Linked DNA regions of Mus musculus: regions 1, 2, 3 and 4 are each linked to region 5. The links are chromatin contacts, called in public Micro-C and promoter capture Hi-C maps. All regions are on one chromosome and are shown on one strand. Each heading gives the region's core, a stretch centred on a gene start, on an enhancer-like site or on the middle of the called end of the contact. The rest is flanking DNA. Distances are from core to core; before and after follow the strand shown. Region 1 holds the start of Ikzf4 (IKAROS family zinc finger 4). Region 2 holds the start of Sdr9c7 (4short chain dehydrogenase/reductase family 9C, member 7). Region 3 holds the start of Rab5b (RAB5B, member RAS oncogene family). Region 4 holds the start of A430046D13Rik (Riken cDNA A430046D13 gene). Region 5 holds the start of Gls2 (glutaminase 2 (liver, mitochondrial)).

Region 1 (2,700 bases), core at 177-2,676, 450 kb after region 5:
TGAGGGAAAAGCATTCTTTGTGGCTCTCCCAATGAAGGGCTGGAAACAGGAGAGAAAGGCAGGTGCCTCAAGGCGCACCAGTAACTCCAGAGGCTCTTTGATGCTGCTGTCATCCCTAGGATAAAGGCAAGAGGGAAAACACACTCAAGTCTACTTTCATGGCACTAAAATCTAAGAAGGAATCTCTGTCAAAGGCCAGAGGGTCTTTGTGAGGCTCCAGAGACTTAGACTTCTAGCCTGAGGCTGACGGGGACAAAGTCAGATTTGGGAAACTCATTCGTTTCCCCTCTCAGCCTCGGAAACCCCAGTGAGGGAATTTCAAATGCCTGGGACTTCCAAGAAATCTCAGACTGTCAAAGCCAAGAATTAAGGCTGCTCTCAGGTATCAGAGACATTTTCTTGGTCAAAGCCATCGTAGATTGGCTGAACCTTCTGGGAGCAAAGCTAAATCGTGAGGTCCACAGCAAAGCAACTAGGAGGTGGAGAAAGGGCAGAAAGGCGGGGAAGGGATGGGGAGCAGTCCCACTAAGCTGAGCGGTCTCACACACCGAAAGAGACCGGCCCTCTCCTGGATCCCTTGAGTGGTTGCCTCTGGGGAATAGCCTGGAGCTCTGCAAGCCGCTGCACTTCTCTGAAAGGGATATCTTTCTCCAGCTTTCTCTTCTTGACCATGGGCTCCAGGTGGCAGGATGCTAGCCTGCTATCAGGGACCAGTCAGTGCACGAGCAAAGAAAGACTGCCACCCCCGGCTCTTCTCTATTGTGGGCAGGAGGCTGAGGCCCCTCACATGTCGGTTCCAGGCTGAAGCATCTGCCGTCAAAGCTCTTCTTCCCATCTCAGGTCTTTCTACTCTCCATTCCCACCCAGGCCTGTTTCGGTATTCCACCCCTGGCTGCTCTACCTCTGTCCCCAAGGCCTAATCAAGATGTCACCACAAGCTCCCACTGTCCAAGTCACGGTCTTCGCTTAGCAACACCAAGCACCCTTTCCCATCCTCCCCAAGTGTAAGGAGGAACGCCCCCTCCCCCCCCCCGCTATACACACAGCCCCCGTCCTCTCCCTCTCCTCAGGCTTGGGAGTTGTTACTGAATTGGTTCCCTAGCCCCATCACCCCCCTACCCCCCCTCCGCTAGCCGCCTTCTGCCTGAACTTACATTATCCTTCCCTTGCCGGTGAGACCCTGGGGTGCGAACGCGGCCGCCGCCTTGGAAACGGCGAGGGAGTGCGGGTGGTGTGTGCATGTCTGCGTCTCGGTGGCAGGCAGGGGTGAGCCCAGCCACTCACCTTCCAGGAAGCGTGGATTCCTGGAAGTGAGGGGAACCGCCGTCATTTCGCAGGCAGTGGCAGCCGCACGGTGAGCAGGGGCCCACGGCTGCAGCCGGCAGAACCGCTCAGCCCAGGGTGTATGTGCTGAGAGCCTCGTGTGTATGTGTGTGTGTGTGTGTGTGTGTGTGTGTGTGTGTGTGTGTGAGAGAGAGAGAGAGAGAGAGAGAGAGGGAGAGAGAGGGAGAGAGAGGGAGAGAGAGGGAGAGAGAGGGAGAGAGAGACAGGAGAGAGAGAGAGAGAGAGAGAGAGAGAGAGAGAGAGAGAGAGAGAGAGAGGGAGGGAGGGAGGCGTGGATGCGCTTGGGGAGGGGGCAGGAGAAAACGTACCAGTGTGTGTGTGTGTGTGTGTGTGTGTGTGTGTGCGCGCGCGCGCGCTAGGCTACAGCATCCCTTTTCCAAGACAGTGGAGAGGTGGGAATGGGGGTGCACAGGGAGTGGGGGTGCAGAGGGAGGGTAGGCAGATGTGTTTGCCCTCCTGCCCAACAGACAAAGAGGAGCTACAAAACAAATGCTTGAGAGGGGGGCAAGTGTATGTGTGTGTGGTGTGTGTGTGTGTGTGTGTGTGTGTGTGAGAGAGAGAGAGAGAGAGAGAGAGAGAGAGAGAGAGAGAGAGGAGAGCCGCAGGCTTGTGGGGAGGAGGAAGGGGGTGTCCCAGGGAAGGCCCAATCCTCTGCCAGCTAGGGAAGCCAAGGCCCCACAGGTCATGGGGCCCGGGACACAGGGGCAGCCTCCAGGATCTAGAAGTGGCAGAAGGCTCCTCCCCTAGCAAACTCAGGCTCCTTTCCATCTGCCTCTCCTTCTGACAATCCCCCTTCCCATCACTGACTAGTGGAGATCTGGGACCCTGAGCTTTTTCTAATCCCTGGTTGGGTCTCCCTGTCTTCCCTCTCTCCCGTGCCTCTGGGGCTCTGGCTTCAGGAGTCCTGGATGAATCCTGTCCTCTATCAGGAGAAGGCTCTTGCTCGCTTTCCTTCCAGAGGAACTGTTCACTGCTGAGCTGACCTACTTTGGAAGACTGCATTTTCTGATTCCAAGAATTTGGGATGGGAGGGGCCATGAAACTTTGGGCTGCCAATCCTTGCACCTCTCTCTCCTCAGGTTCTCTTAAATGTTTCAGGGCACCAGGATAAGCTCTGCTCCATTTGATTTGAGCAACTCAGTTTCTGTTTTCAGTGTCTGTGGTGGGTAGGGTGGAAATCTGTGCTGTAAATTAGTGGACTCTCGTTTCCCCCATTTCTTCCCATGGGAATTATCTGTACTTTTAGAAAGGAAGTTGGGGGGCGTGTGCTTTCAGAATCAGGTTCTATGAGATGGTAACATCCCTTAGTAGAACGAGAGGCCTCCTCTCTTTATCAGGTGGCCAGTGGGGGAGGCG
Region 2 (2,700 bases), core at 107-2,606, 300 kb before region 5:
TCCATTCCCTAACTCCCCTCAATGCTGTGTCTTAGTTCCTGGCTTCTCTTGCCGTCGTCTGCTGTTCCATCTGTCCTTGACCCCATACCTTCTAATCATTTTGACTTCTTCTCCCCTCTCCTCTTGCACATCCAGCTAGCCACAGTGTCGCATGCTGTGTTAGTCCCTCCCTTGCTCTGTCGCATTTCTTGCCTTCAGTCTCTCCAGCTCATCAAACTACCTAAAATATGCCTGGTGCTGGGGATACAAGGAAAGGAACCTTCCCCAAGATCCCTTTCCTGAGGGAGCTGATGAGCCCTCAGGACTGGGCTCCTACAATGGCCAGGTCACCAGCCCATAGGATGGATGGAATACTAGGTTAGTTTCCAATATGGAGATTTCTTGCTGCTAACTTGAATATCACCCGCCCAACAACCACCAAGGTTCCGGTTGGTTTTGGGTGTTTTGTTTGTTTGAGGCAGGATCTCTTGTATCCCAGATTGGCCTCTAGCTAGATATGTAGCAGAGGATGACCTTTGAACTCCAGATCCTCCCATTTCTACCTCGCAACTGCTGAAACAAATGTGCAGAACCACACCCAGCTGTTTGAGGCTCTCTACTTTTTAGAAGTTGAAACTCATACCTCCAGCCTCCTCTAGAGAGACTCTGGAGTCAGCACTGTGGAGTCACACCCAGCCTGGAAAAACCCTGTATTTTTTATCATTTGTCATGATGGAAACTCACCATCTCCAGAGAAGTCGGTCATGGTGGCACCTGCCTGAAATCCCAGTGCCTGGTAGAGGCAGAGGACTGTCACCCATTTTAAGTCACCTTGGCAAGTTCAGGCCAAGCCAGCCAGGGCTGTTAGGGATACTGTCTCAACAACTAAACTAAAGAAAATACATTAATTAAAGCTCTCTAAGGGCTGATGAGCTGGTATTCATTCCTACTGGAATTCAGTCCTCGAAATTCAGCTTTTGTTCGCTTTGTATTAATGATTTCATCTTTTTTTTTTCAGGTAATAAAAATTAAATTTGTTGACAAGCTTAAATGCACGGAAGAGGGTTTTTGATCCCTAGGCAGAAGGTAAAACTGGGATAGGATTTTCTTAAAGAGAGCTCAGATCAGATCTAAGCCCTTCTTTGCCTCCCGTGCCCCTTCCCAGAATGCACTTGAGTTCCCATGACTATGAATATCCCCATTTTTGGATCCCTCTCCTGAAAGGTCTAGAGGAGAGATGGAGAGGCCAGGGCAGTGGCTTTGTCAGAGTGACACACTGCAGGTTGGACTTGAATTTCTTGCATCTGAGCTAATTGCTGTGGCAATGCAGCCACCTATAAAATTACAGAGTGGCTCACCCAGATGCCCGTATCTGTTGCAAGTCTCAGAAGCTCTCCTTTCCTGTGGGTTCCTGTGGGCTGCCTGCTGGGCTCTGAGGATCAGCCTATCCTACCATCTCCTGGGTCCATCCTCAGACATCAGCTCCCATGGCGGCCCTCACAGACTTTGCTTTTATGTACCGCTGGTTCAAAAATTGCAATCTGGTTAAAAACCTCTCTGAGAAGTATGTCTTCATCACTGGCTGTGACTCCGGCTTTGGGAACCTGTTGGCCAAACAACTGGTTGATAGGGGCATGAAAGTGCTTGCTGCCTGCCTCACTGAGGAGGGGGCTCAGAAACTCCTGCAGGACACCTCCCACCAGCTGCAGACCTTCCTCCTAGATGTCACCAAGTCGGAGAACGTCAAGGAAGCAGCCCAGTGGGTGAGGGACCAAGTGGGCGAGCAAGGTGGGGTGTATTCTTGGATATTCTTCTCTCTCTCTCTCTCTGTGTGTGTGTGTGTGTGTGTGTGTGTGTGTGTGTGTGTGTGTGTGTGAGACCCTGATGTCCAAATGGGGATGGGAAGATGAAATAGGAACAGGCTGGAAGGCTCTAGTCCAGTAGAATCTGGTTTGGCCAGCTGACGACGAAGAAACACCCTGAGGAAATTTCCTCCATCTAAGGCAACAACTTGAAAGTTCTGAATACCCAAACCTCTAAAGTGTTTTAGAGACTTCAGGAGTCCCACTATTGGCTCCATATTTCTTGGCCAGCTCAGGCTAGGGATAATCATATAGATGCAAAAGGTGGAAATCTATGGGTGTGACAGGCAGGTCTCTTCTGTACGTCACATACACACATATCCCATAGATGTTGTTGCCTTTGGCAGGAGCTTGTTCCCACCGGGAAAGGAGCCTGTGCTGGGGACTATACCAAGAATGTCTGGGGACTTGCATGCAGGCTGTAGACACTAGATTGCTTACTTATGAGTACAAAAACTGGGAGAAGTAATGGCTCCTAAAAAGTCAAAGCCAGACCTCTGCCCAGGTCAGGCCAACAACTCTAGCTCTTCACTGATTTTCTCTTTAACATTTTACTTTTTTTAAAAAAAGTTATTGTTATGATTGATGTGTGTGTGTGTGTGTGTGTGTGTGTGTGTGTGTGTGTGTACCATGCATGAGGAGGTCAGAAGAAAGCATTGGCTCTGTGGATCTGGAGTCACAGAAAAAGAAAAGACAGTATGAAAAATGTGCGTATGAGTGAGCCAGAGGATAACTTTTGGAAGTCATTTCTCAATTCCCACCATGTGAGCCCTGGGGATGGAACGCAGGTCTTCAGGCTTGTGCCTCAGGACTTTCTGCTGAGCTGTCCTGCTGGCCCTCTCTTTCTTTATCATGTCTT
Region 3 (2,700 bases), core at 134-2,633, 500 kb after region 5:
AAATACCTCAAGGTTTGACCTAAATAACTAATCTCACACACACACACACACACACACACGTTCCTGAATAAGTGGGCAAAGAAGAAAGGATGGTGCCAACCTTCTGGTAGCTAACCTCTCAATTCTTCCCCAAATCCCTTCAGGGATATCACCTCACAGTTCCTGGCGTGAATAGTCTGTCCCATTAACTATCTAGGAAATGCTCAAGTGCAAGTCTCACAGAAGTTTCAATAAACATGGTCCTTTTTTTTTTTTTTTTTTTTTTTTAATGGCTGGGGATTGCTTTGCCCCTTTCCATGCAAATGACAGAGTTCCTCAAATCTAGGTTAAATAAGCGTAGTCACCACAGATCACATTATGAAGTGGGAAAGACTGAGCAAAGCACTCCCAAATTTTCTTAGTTCTCTCACAGTAGATGAAATAGGAAAAACAACGAATACAATAGCAAACCTAAAGGAAACAGGAGTGCAGTCATGACTAGCTATGAGGTCAGGGTAAACTAAAGTGGTGTGTGTGTGTGGGGGGGGGGGGCTGGACGTAGAGCTGCCAGGCGCCATGGAATAATACATAATTTTACCTTTGTCTTCATTCCCTATTCCTGAAGTACCCCAAAACTTCAAATCACCACACCCAAGCACTAAAGGAACAGAAGAGTAAGGAACTTCCAAGATACTGAGCCTCCCCTCACCATCATTCCAGAAGTTCCCATTACTAATAGCAAACCGTTTCTACTTCCTTCCACTTTGGTCTTCTACATTCTTCATTGACTTCAGTGAGACCAAATCCCTCTCGGCAACACCAGTACCCCTAGTTCCCCTTTCAACAGTCACTTTCCCTGAAAAGAATGCCTCTCTCGGCTAAGAGCCCCAACAGTGGATGTCTCGGGAGACCCAGCCTCGGCTACCCTCGGGGCTGGGCGTAGCACTGTCCCCTCCACACCTCCAGCCAAATGGGCTGGCTTCCCCTCCCTCACTGCCTGGTCTCCGACCCCAGCTCCTCCCTCCTCACCGCGGTGCTCAGAGTCCCGAGGCCGGCCCTGGTCCTCACCGGCTCCGGGTCCCCGCGCCCGGCCCCCGAGCGGCCACCACAGCCAGAACCCAGCCGCCTCCCAACTAGAGGCTCGGCTCCCAGCCCTGCCGATCACCTCCTCAGCGCCCACTAGGCCTGTGGGACAGCCCCTTCGGCCCTCTCCAGGAGGTTCTGGAGCCCTGACGTCGGCCCGCCCCGCCTCTGCCACAGGCCAGGCGGCGCTCCTCTCGGGACCTCCGCCTCTGCCCTTGTGGGCTCCATCAGCTCGGTACCTGGGGCTCCGTATCCCCCGTCGGGCCCAAGCCTGTGTGGAACAGACAAACAGCTGCAGCTCAACCAAACTCCTACCCCCTTCGCCTCCTCCTCCTCCTCCTCCTCGCCGGGGCGGCTCCAGCCAATCGCAAGATCACCCGCCTACCGTGGTGGGTGGGCTATGTGAGCGTCCGCCCGCCAATCTTCTGGAGAAAGGCGGGCTCTGAGGGACTATCACCAACTAGCACAAGTGAGAGACTGGATTGGCGAGGCCGCAAGCCAATACCTACACGAGAAGCCTTGAAGATTGACGGGATAAGTAGCCATTAAAGAGAGAGCTCCTGGGAAAGGGGGCAGTGCATCACTGACAGGCATGTGCGTCAGCCAATAGAACCTCAACACCCGTGACACCCCTCCCCCGCCTCTCGACTCGTAAACATCTAATCAGGTGAGTGAAGAAGGCGGGTCAAAAGGAAATTTTAACCAGTATTGGGAAATTTCCGAATTTGACAGGCAGGCAAGGCTAGTGAAGAAGTGAAGAAGGCTTTTGGTCGGGTGTGGTGTGGCACTCCCAATCTCAGCACAGTGGATTGGGGTGGAGGCAGTTCTGAGTTTGAGGCTAACCCGGGATACTCAGTTTAACAAGACCTCAGTATAAGGGGGATGGGGAGGGGAGTAAACTGGGCTTGGTGGCCCACATGTTTAATCCTAGCAATCGGGAGGATCTCCATGAGTTCCAAGCTACACAACGATGTCCCCCCCCCAAAAAAACAAAAACAAAAAACAATGATACCAGCATTAACCTTCTCTTCTCCCCGTGCCCTGCTTTCTGTGTCAAATTAAGAAAGTAAAGACCCTGCTGGGCATGGTGGTGCACGCCTTTAATCCCAGCACTGGGAAGGCAGAGGCAAGGCGGATTTCTGAGTCTGGCCAGTCTGGTCTACAAAGTGAGTTCCAAGACAGCCAGGGCTACACAGAGAAACCCTGTCTCGAAAAACCAAAAAAAAAAAAAAAAAAAAAAAAAAAAAAAAAAAGTAAAGACCCAAAACCAGGAAATTAAACAACTTTTATCTTGTAAATTCTTTTTAGTGGCGCACTAGAGAACAGTAGTTTTGGGGTGAATTGCCATGACAACAGAAAGTGGTAGTCTGAAGACACTTTAGCCTCCTAAATATTTTCACATTGATATTTTCTGAATTGTTTGTAAATGTGAAAAAACATTTAGACAACTTTGCTGAGGATTTTTTTTTTTTTTCGGTACTGAGGATTGAACCTAGGGCCTAGAGGCAAGCTAGAGAAGCATACACTTCCGGTAGAAGACCCAAGGCCTGTTCCCAGTACCACTGCTCACAGCTGCCTGTAACTCTAGGAGAGATGATATGCCCTCTTCTGGCCTCTGCGGGCACTTGTGGCTCACAT
Region 4 (2,700 bases), core at 71-2,570, 300 kb after region 5:
TCCTTAGAACTTGTAATCCCTGGGCCCCCACCTACCCCCAACCTTAAACTATGCACAGTAACTCGAGCGTGTTATTACCCACTGACTTCTATACCTAATGTTGGTTTAGGGGTTCCAGTGTAGGCAAGGCTTAACATCTGTCACACATAATTCCAAAGAAGGAACATTTTTCAACAAGACAATGTTATTCAAATCAAACAAAAGGCTATAATGCCTAGTGAGCATGGAGGGAACACACACACACACACACACATGGAGGGGGCCCTGGGAGACAAAGAGCCCCCTAATAACCCAAAAGGTTACAGGACCTCCAAAGGAGTTCATAGGTATCCACACGGACACACCATTGGTCAGGATCACATCAAAAACCTTAGCTGAGCTTTGAGTCACAAACCTTGCTGGAAGCGCTGATGAAGGGAAAAGATGATGTTTGGGAGCTAGGAGGTTCTGGCTACTCTGTTCTTGGATAAAGAAGAATTACATGGCATTCTGAGAGACTGGTCATTCCACTTAGGCCCTGGAGTTCGCAGAGTAGCAGTGGGTCTCCCATTTGCAAAAGGGCGTCAGAATCTTTTTACTGCAAATTGTCCCATTTTTGGAAAATAAAGAATCCTTCCTAAACAAAACGCCCGTTTCCCTCACTTTCACTCACTCCTAAGCCCTAGAGAGGAAAAAGACCCTCCCAGCCCCTCAAAACTCACCTTGCCGGGTCCGAGGAAGGGGCAGGTGGGGGGCGGGACTCAGGGCAGCTCCTGTCCCTGAAGGGTTAAGTGCGGCTGCCGCAGAGCATGCTGGGAGTCGTAGTCCGCGAGCACCCGCAGGCTCACAGGAAACCTTTTCCCAGCCGTGAGAGTTGGTGGTGACTTCCGGCCCCTGGTGACAGTTGGTGACTCAGGTCCTGAGGCGTGCGCCGGTTCCGGAATTGAAAGGGCCTGAGCTGTCCCCACCCATGACCCTGCGGCTGCAGACCCACAGACGCCCGCAAGGCTAGGGGCGGGGCCGGCCCGGGCGGTGGGAGGGGCCGGGCGGTGGGCGGGGCGGCAGCGGGGGCTTCCTCAGGCTGTTAGCTGCGGAATGGTGTAACTTGGCAGAGTTTTGCGTTTTATTTATTTATTTATTTATTTATTTATTTATTTATTTATTTATTTCACATTTGATAGTGGTCGAAAGACTGACTGAAGTAGATGTTAAGATTTACAATTTAGCCTGGCCATCTGCTTCCACTCTCCTCCTTGTGGAGGCGTCTGCTGAGGCCGCCAATGCACCGCGGTCTCCCCCCCCCGAGATACCCAACAAATGCAACGCTGGGCTCTGCAGTCCTTCTTTACCTTTCCGACACCATTGCCCAGCCTGAGTATTTGCACTTTCTCCCTGGAGTTTAGCAAATGTCTGAGTGCAGAGAGGGAACCGGCCCACCGTCCCGAAACAGACGAATAAATAACTCTGGCGGCGCGCCTCATACTAGAGCTTGTGCAAGCAAGTGGACCAGAAATAGCTCAGGGTAGAAGACTCCCAGCGGCGCCATAGGAAGAATGAGGCACAAGCCAATTTTGTACCCTGAAACGGACATTCCCCGGCTGGAAAAAGCTTGAGTAAAAAGGTCTGTACGGGTGCAAGGGATGTAGCACAGTTGGTTGCACAAAGCTCTGGGTCCCAGCACTCAGGAGGTGGAGACAGGAAGAATCAGATGTCTTTGGGACGTAGGGACTTCGGGCCAGCCTGAGCTACATAAGATCCAGTTTCAGAGCAGAAAGGGAAGGGACGCCTGAGAGCTTGTCTTAAACTAGAAAGCAAGAACAAGAAAGCAGTCTTGGTGATAACACAAATGTAATCCCAAGTCGGGGGGTGAGGGGGGGGGGGGGACAAACGAGCCTGGGCTATACAGTGAGACTCAAAACAACAGTGAATAAGGGCTGAAGTTAGAGCTGGCTGGCAGAACAATTGTCTACAACCGTTCAGGTTCTGGGTTCAGTCTCCATCACCATTAAAAAGGATTCCCACCCCCCCTGGTTTGTTTGTTTGTTTGTTTGTTTTGTTTTTTGTTTTTTTGGTTTTTTGAGACAGGGTTTCTCTGTATAGCCATGGCTGTCCTGGAACTCACTTTGTAGACCAGGCTGGCCTCGAACTCAGAAATCCACCTGCCTCTGCCTCCCGAGTGCTGGGATTAAAGGTATGTGCCACCATGCCTGGCTGTGTTTTATCTTAATAGATATGTGGTCCGGTGTGACTTTTTTGTTTACGTTTTTCAATGGCCTCAGTCTGCTGCTGCACTGGCTAGCCTGCCCTGCCTCCCTGTTACTCTGTGTTCTAAGGTTCTTGGGGTCTAACCCAGAGCTTTCTGCATGCCAGGCAAGCGCTCTACCCTCGTAGCCCTGAAAGGAAAGAAGTGGTGATAATCACACAGCAGTGTATCACTTCAGAAACTTGAATAATTGTGGGTTCACCCTATACAACTAGATTTTGTGTTTGTTTTATTTTTATTTTGAGACAAGGTTTCTCTGCATAGGCTTGGCTGTTGACTTTTGTCTTTTTTATCTATTTTATTGAGAGTTCTTATACTATTCTCTCCCTTCTAACCCTCCCCCCCGCCCCAATACAACATGAGGTAGGAGAGAAAGGCTACAGAGGAAAGAGGACGAAGACCTCCACAGGCTTCTTCCTTGGTTAGGTTGTGGTGTTCCCAGGGGCAAGTCAGCATCC
Region 5 (2,700 bases), core at 90-2,589:
TTGTCTCCACATCCCTGGCGCTGGGACTCCAGGAATGCTGACCACCACATTTTTAATTCTCCTAAATTTTGTGCATTTTCTCCACTACAAACCAAGACCACACCTTTAATCCCAACACTCTGGAGCCTAAAGTAGGTGGATCTGAGAGTTTGAGGTCAGGCTGGTCTAGCTCGTAAGTTCTAAGAGATACGGAGAGGCCAGGTCTTAAAACTAAAAACAATTGGGGGAGCACGTATATGTTTTGTGTTTCTTTGCTTTTTTGTCGTGTGTGTGTGTGTGTTTGTGTGTGTGTGCACGCGCACCGGCATGCGTGTGGTGTTGCACACCCCTGCAATTCTAGCACTTGAGAAGTTGAGGTAGAAGGTTGGCCACGAATTCAAGGCCAACACGGGCTACAAACTGAGTACTACGGCAACAAGGGCTATATCTCAAAGCCCTGTTTCTAAAACAACAATAAAAAAAGATTTCAGCCGGCCCAGCACTTGGGAAGCAGAGGCAGGCGGATTTCTGAGTTCGAGGCCAGGCTGGCCTACAAAGTGAGTTCCAGGACAGCCAGGGCTATACAGAGAAACCCTGTCTGGGGGGGGTGGGGGGGGGGAAGATTTTGAGTTCACTGGCTTATTTTAATACGTGAACTTTAGAGAAAGAGAACTTTAGAGAGAGACTATAAGTCCTCCGCAGCCACCAAATGACCTAAGAACCTGGGCTCCATGACGCCTAGCAATGAAGCGCGGCGGGCTGCTTCTGGACCGTCTTTCTGTCCACTCAGCGCCAGCGCGCATCCGTGATTGGGGTGTTTGCAGCCCGCACCGCCTGCCTGTAAGTGTGCACTGGCCACCCCTGGCCTTCGAACATGGAAGGTCACTACGTGGCTCCCGCATCCCGCTCGCTCTCATCTCTCTTTGAAAGTGTGGCGTTTTCATCTGCACCAGAGCACTCCGTCGTCCCCAGCCCTGGCGCGTTTCCACGAACTCCGACTGCGCAGAGGCCGATCCTCTCCCCGCCAAAGCTCTGACGCGCGCCGGTGTCCCGACTGTCCCAGCCTCCCGCGCCTTTCCCCGCCTCCCAGCGTTCCTCCTCCTCAGTGATTGGACGCGGTTCCTGTCCCTTTTGACTCCAGACCACGCCCCCTCCCCACCCAGCCGCCTCCAGCTTCTCCTCAATCGAACCCGTGGCGCTCCTGGCTGGAGGCTGTGAGGGGACTATGGGTGTACCTGCGGGATCCGAGTCGTCCCGGACTGGCCCCTCCCCGGACCCCAACCACTCCCACCGGGCCGGTCCTTCCCCCCCCCACCCCCCCCCCGCAGGCTCCACTGGCCCCAGGACTGCTCCCGGGCTCCTAGTCTCGCCCGCCACTCTTCCGCCCCTCCCTCCTCGCCGCCGCTCGCACGTCTGGAGCGCCCGGGCCGAGCGGGTGGCGCGCCGGGGGCATGCGCTCCATGAGGGCTCTGCAGAACGCGCTGAGCCGCGCGGGCAGCCACGGTCGGCGGGGAGGCTGGGGTCATCCGAGCCGGGGCCCGCTTCTGGGCAGGGGCGTCCGGTACTACCTCGGTGAGGCCGCAGCGCAGGGCAGGGGGACGCCGCACAGCCACCAGCCGCAGCACTCGGATCAGTAAGGCTCGCGGGACAGGGGCAGGGGACAGGCTGGCTCCCACTCCCACTGTCGTTCTCGCTAGCTCCCTGGGAGTCCCCTTCCCCAGAGAGCGAGCGCATCTCATCTCCTCTCCGCGCTCACTAGCCTGCGATGCCTTTTCCTTTAGATGTGGGGCTTTGGGTCCGCCGCGCTCGGGCGGTCAGGTGCTGTCCGCCGCGCTCGGGCGGTCAGGTGCTGTCCGCCCGGGAGGGCGTTTGGGCAGGTCGGTCTTCGAGATGATGCCTGTCCAAGGTGCGTACTTATTTGGGAACGCAGATGGGCGCGGAGTGTTGCTTGGTGCACGTGTCTGAGTGCAGGGCCGAGTGCACACCTGCCCATCCCCAGCCTCTCTTCTCTGGTCCCAGTATTTTAGGGAATTTTGTGGATATCGAACAGCTTCCTGCCCCAGGTCCAAGTGCGCTTGGGTCTGACTGTGTGGGGTTTCTTGTCTCTGCCTGTCGTCAGTGGGTAATGTGCGGTGTGCGTCATTGCTGATGCGCACGTAGGTGCGTATGTGTCCGGAGTGTTTTTGTAGCAGAGCTTAACCGTGGAATATCTTATATGCTGGCAAAACACTGATAATCAAGTTTCCAACTTGGTTTTGGAATGCGTTGATTATTCATAAATGAGAAAATTGTGAGACAGTTCCTAAACCAGTCAGCTATTGCGTTGCTCTGCCTCTCTAAATTGAAGTGTTTTTCCCCTTTGGGGCCATCTTCAACCCAGGAAGTCGACCCCCCCCCCCCCAGCATACATTGCCCAGGAATGCTTAGTAGCTGGGCTTTCTCTCCAGCCCCAAGAGGAGTGTTTTCAAAGCATGAAATTTGTTATCCTCAGACATCCAGCTGGACGTTGTCCTGGTAGCTCCTGCCTCATTATGGCAGTATAGGAAATGGACCGTTTTTTCCCTATCATATCAGCTTAGTGATATTTAGAAACATATGCACACCATAATTAAATGAACCAGACTGACACAGCAAACTACCTCAACACCAATAAATATGGTTGGGTAAGCAAATACCATTTGCTTATCCGTTCCCTTGTAAGACCTTTGGGGTGAGGAGCCA

What was found. Promoter capture Hi-C pulls out the DNA fragments that hold promoters and counts their contacts. A called contact is a pair of places that touch in the nucleus more often than the background predicts.
Region 1: a promoter capture Hi-C map of pre-B cells shows a contact between it and region 5, with 2.7 times the contacts expected there. The contact joins the promoter of Ikzf4 here to the promoter of Gls2 in region 5. A contact is called at or near these places in 1 of 39 promoter capture datasets (pre-B cells) and 1 of 115 datasets of contacts at active chromatin or transcription factors (bone marrow-derived macrophages).
Region 2: a contact with region 5 is called in a promoter capture Hi-C map of stem cell-derived epiblast-like cells, with 3 times the contacts expected there. The contact joins the promoter of Sdr9c7 here to the promoter of Gls2 in region 5. A contact is called at or near these places in 4 of 39 promoter capture datasets (liver, pre-B cells and stem cell-derived epiblast-like cells), 3 of 115 datasets of contacts at active chromatin or transcription factors (embryonic stem cells, pancreatic cancer cells and stem cell-derived neural progenitor cells) and 1 of 9 other capture datasets (pancreatic islet).
Region 3: a promoter capture Hi-C map of pre-B cells shows a contact between it and region 5, with 5 times the contacts expected there. The contact joins the promoter of Rab5b here to the promoter of Gls2 in region 5. A contact is called at or near these places in 3 of 39 promoter capture datasets (hematopoietic stem and progenitor cells, hippocampal neurons and pre-B cells), 1 of 115 datasets of contacts at active chromatin or transcription factors (pancreatic cancer cells) and 1 of 9 other capture datasets (adipose tissue).
Region 4: a contact with region 5 is called in a Micro-C map of embryonic stem cells, with 6 times the contacts expected there. The contact joins the promoter of A430046D13Rik here to the promoter of Gls2 in region 5. A contact is called at or near these places in 18 of 39 promoter capture datasets (the 3T3-L1 cell line, 3T3-L1-derived adipocytes, the C10 cell line and 13 more), 1 of 484 Hi-C or Micro-C datasets (embryonic stem cells), 4 of 115 datasets of contacts at active chromatin or transcription factors (bone marrow-derived macrophages, effector CD8 T cells, embryonic stem cells and 1 more) and 2 of 9 other capture datasets (adipose tissue and embryonic stem cells).

Annotation. Positions count from the first base shown.
Region 1 is chr10:128,644,567-128,647,266 of GRCm38.p6, forward strand. It overlaps Ikzf4 (IKAROS family zinc finger 4), which reads right to left and starts at 1,427. Exons shown (of 8, transcript NM_011772.3): 1 at 1,155-1,427. The coding sequence starts at 1,241. Gm26876 (predicted gene, 26876) reads left to right here and starts at 1,318. Exons shown (of 2, transcript NR_152728.1): 1 at 1,318-1,354.
Region 2 is chr10:127,897,179-127,899,878 of GRCm38.p6, forward strand. Sdr9c7 (4short chain dehydrogenase/reductase family 9C, member 7) reads left to right here and starts at 1,357. Exons shown (of 4, transcript NM_027301.3): 1 at 1,357-1,767. The coding sequence starts at 1,467.
Region 3 is chr10:128,694,885-128,697,584 of GRCm38.p6, forward strand. It overlaps Rab5b (RAB5B, member RAS oncogene family), which reads right to left and starts at 1,384. Exons shown (of 6, transcript NM_177411.4): 1 at 1,302-1,384. It also overlaps a transcript of Pmel not described here.
Region 4 is chr10:128,497,927-128,500,626 of GRCm38.p6, forward strand. It overlaps A430046D13Rik (Riken cDNA A430046D13 gene), which reads left to right and starts at 1,321. Exons shown (of 2, transcript NR_131151.1): 1 at 1,321-1,600. Myl6b (myosin, light polypeptide 6B) reads right to left here and starts at 759. Exons shown (of 7, transcript NM_172259.1): 1 at 702-759.
Region 5 is chr10:128,193,296-128,195,995 of GRCm38.p6, forward strand. Gls2 (glutaminase 2 (liver, mitochondrial)) reads left to right here and starts at 1,340. Exons shown (of 18, transcript NM_001033264.3): 1 at 1,340-1,612. The coding sequence starts at 1,431.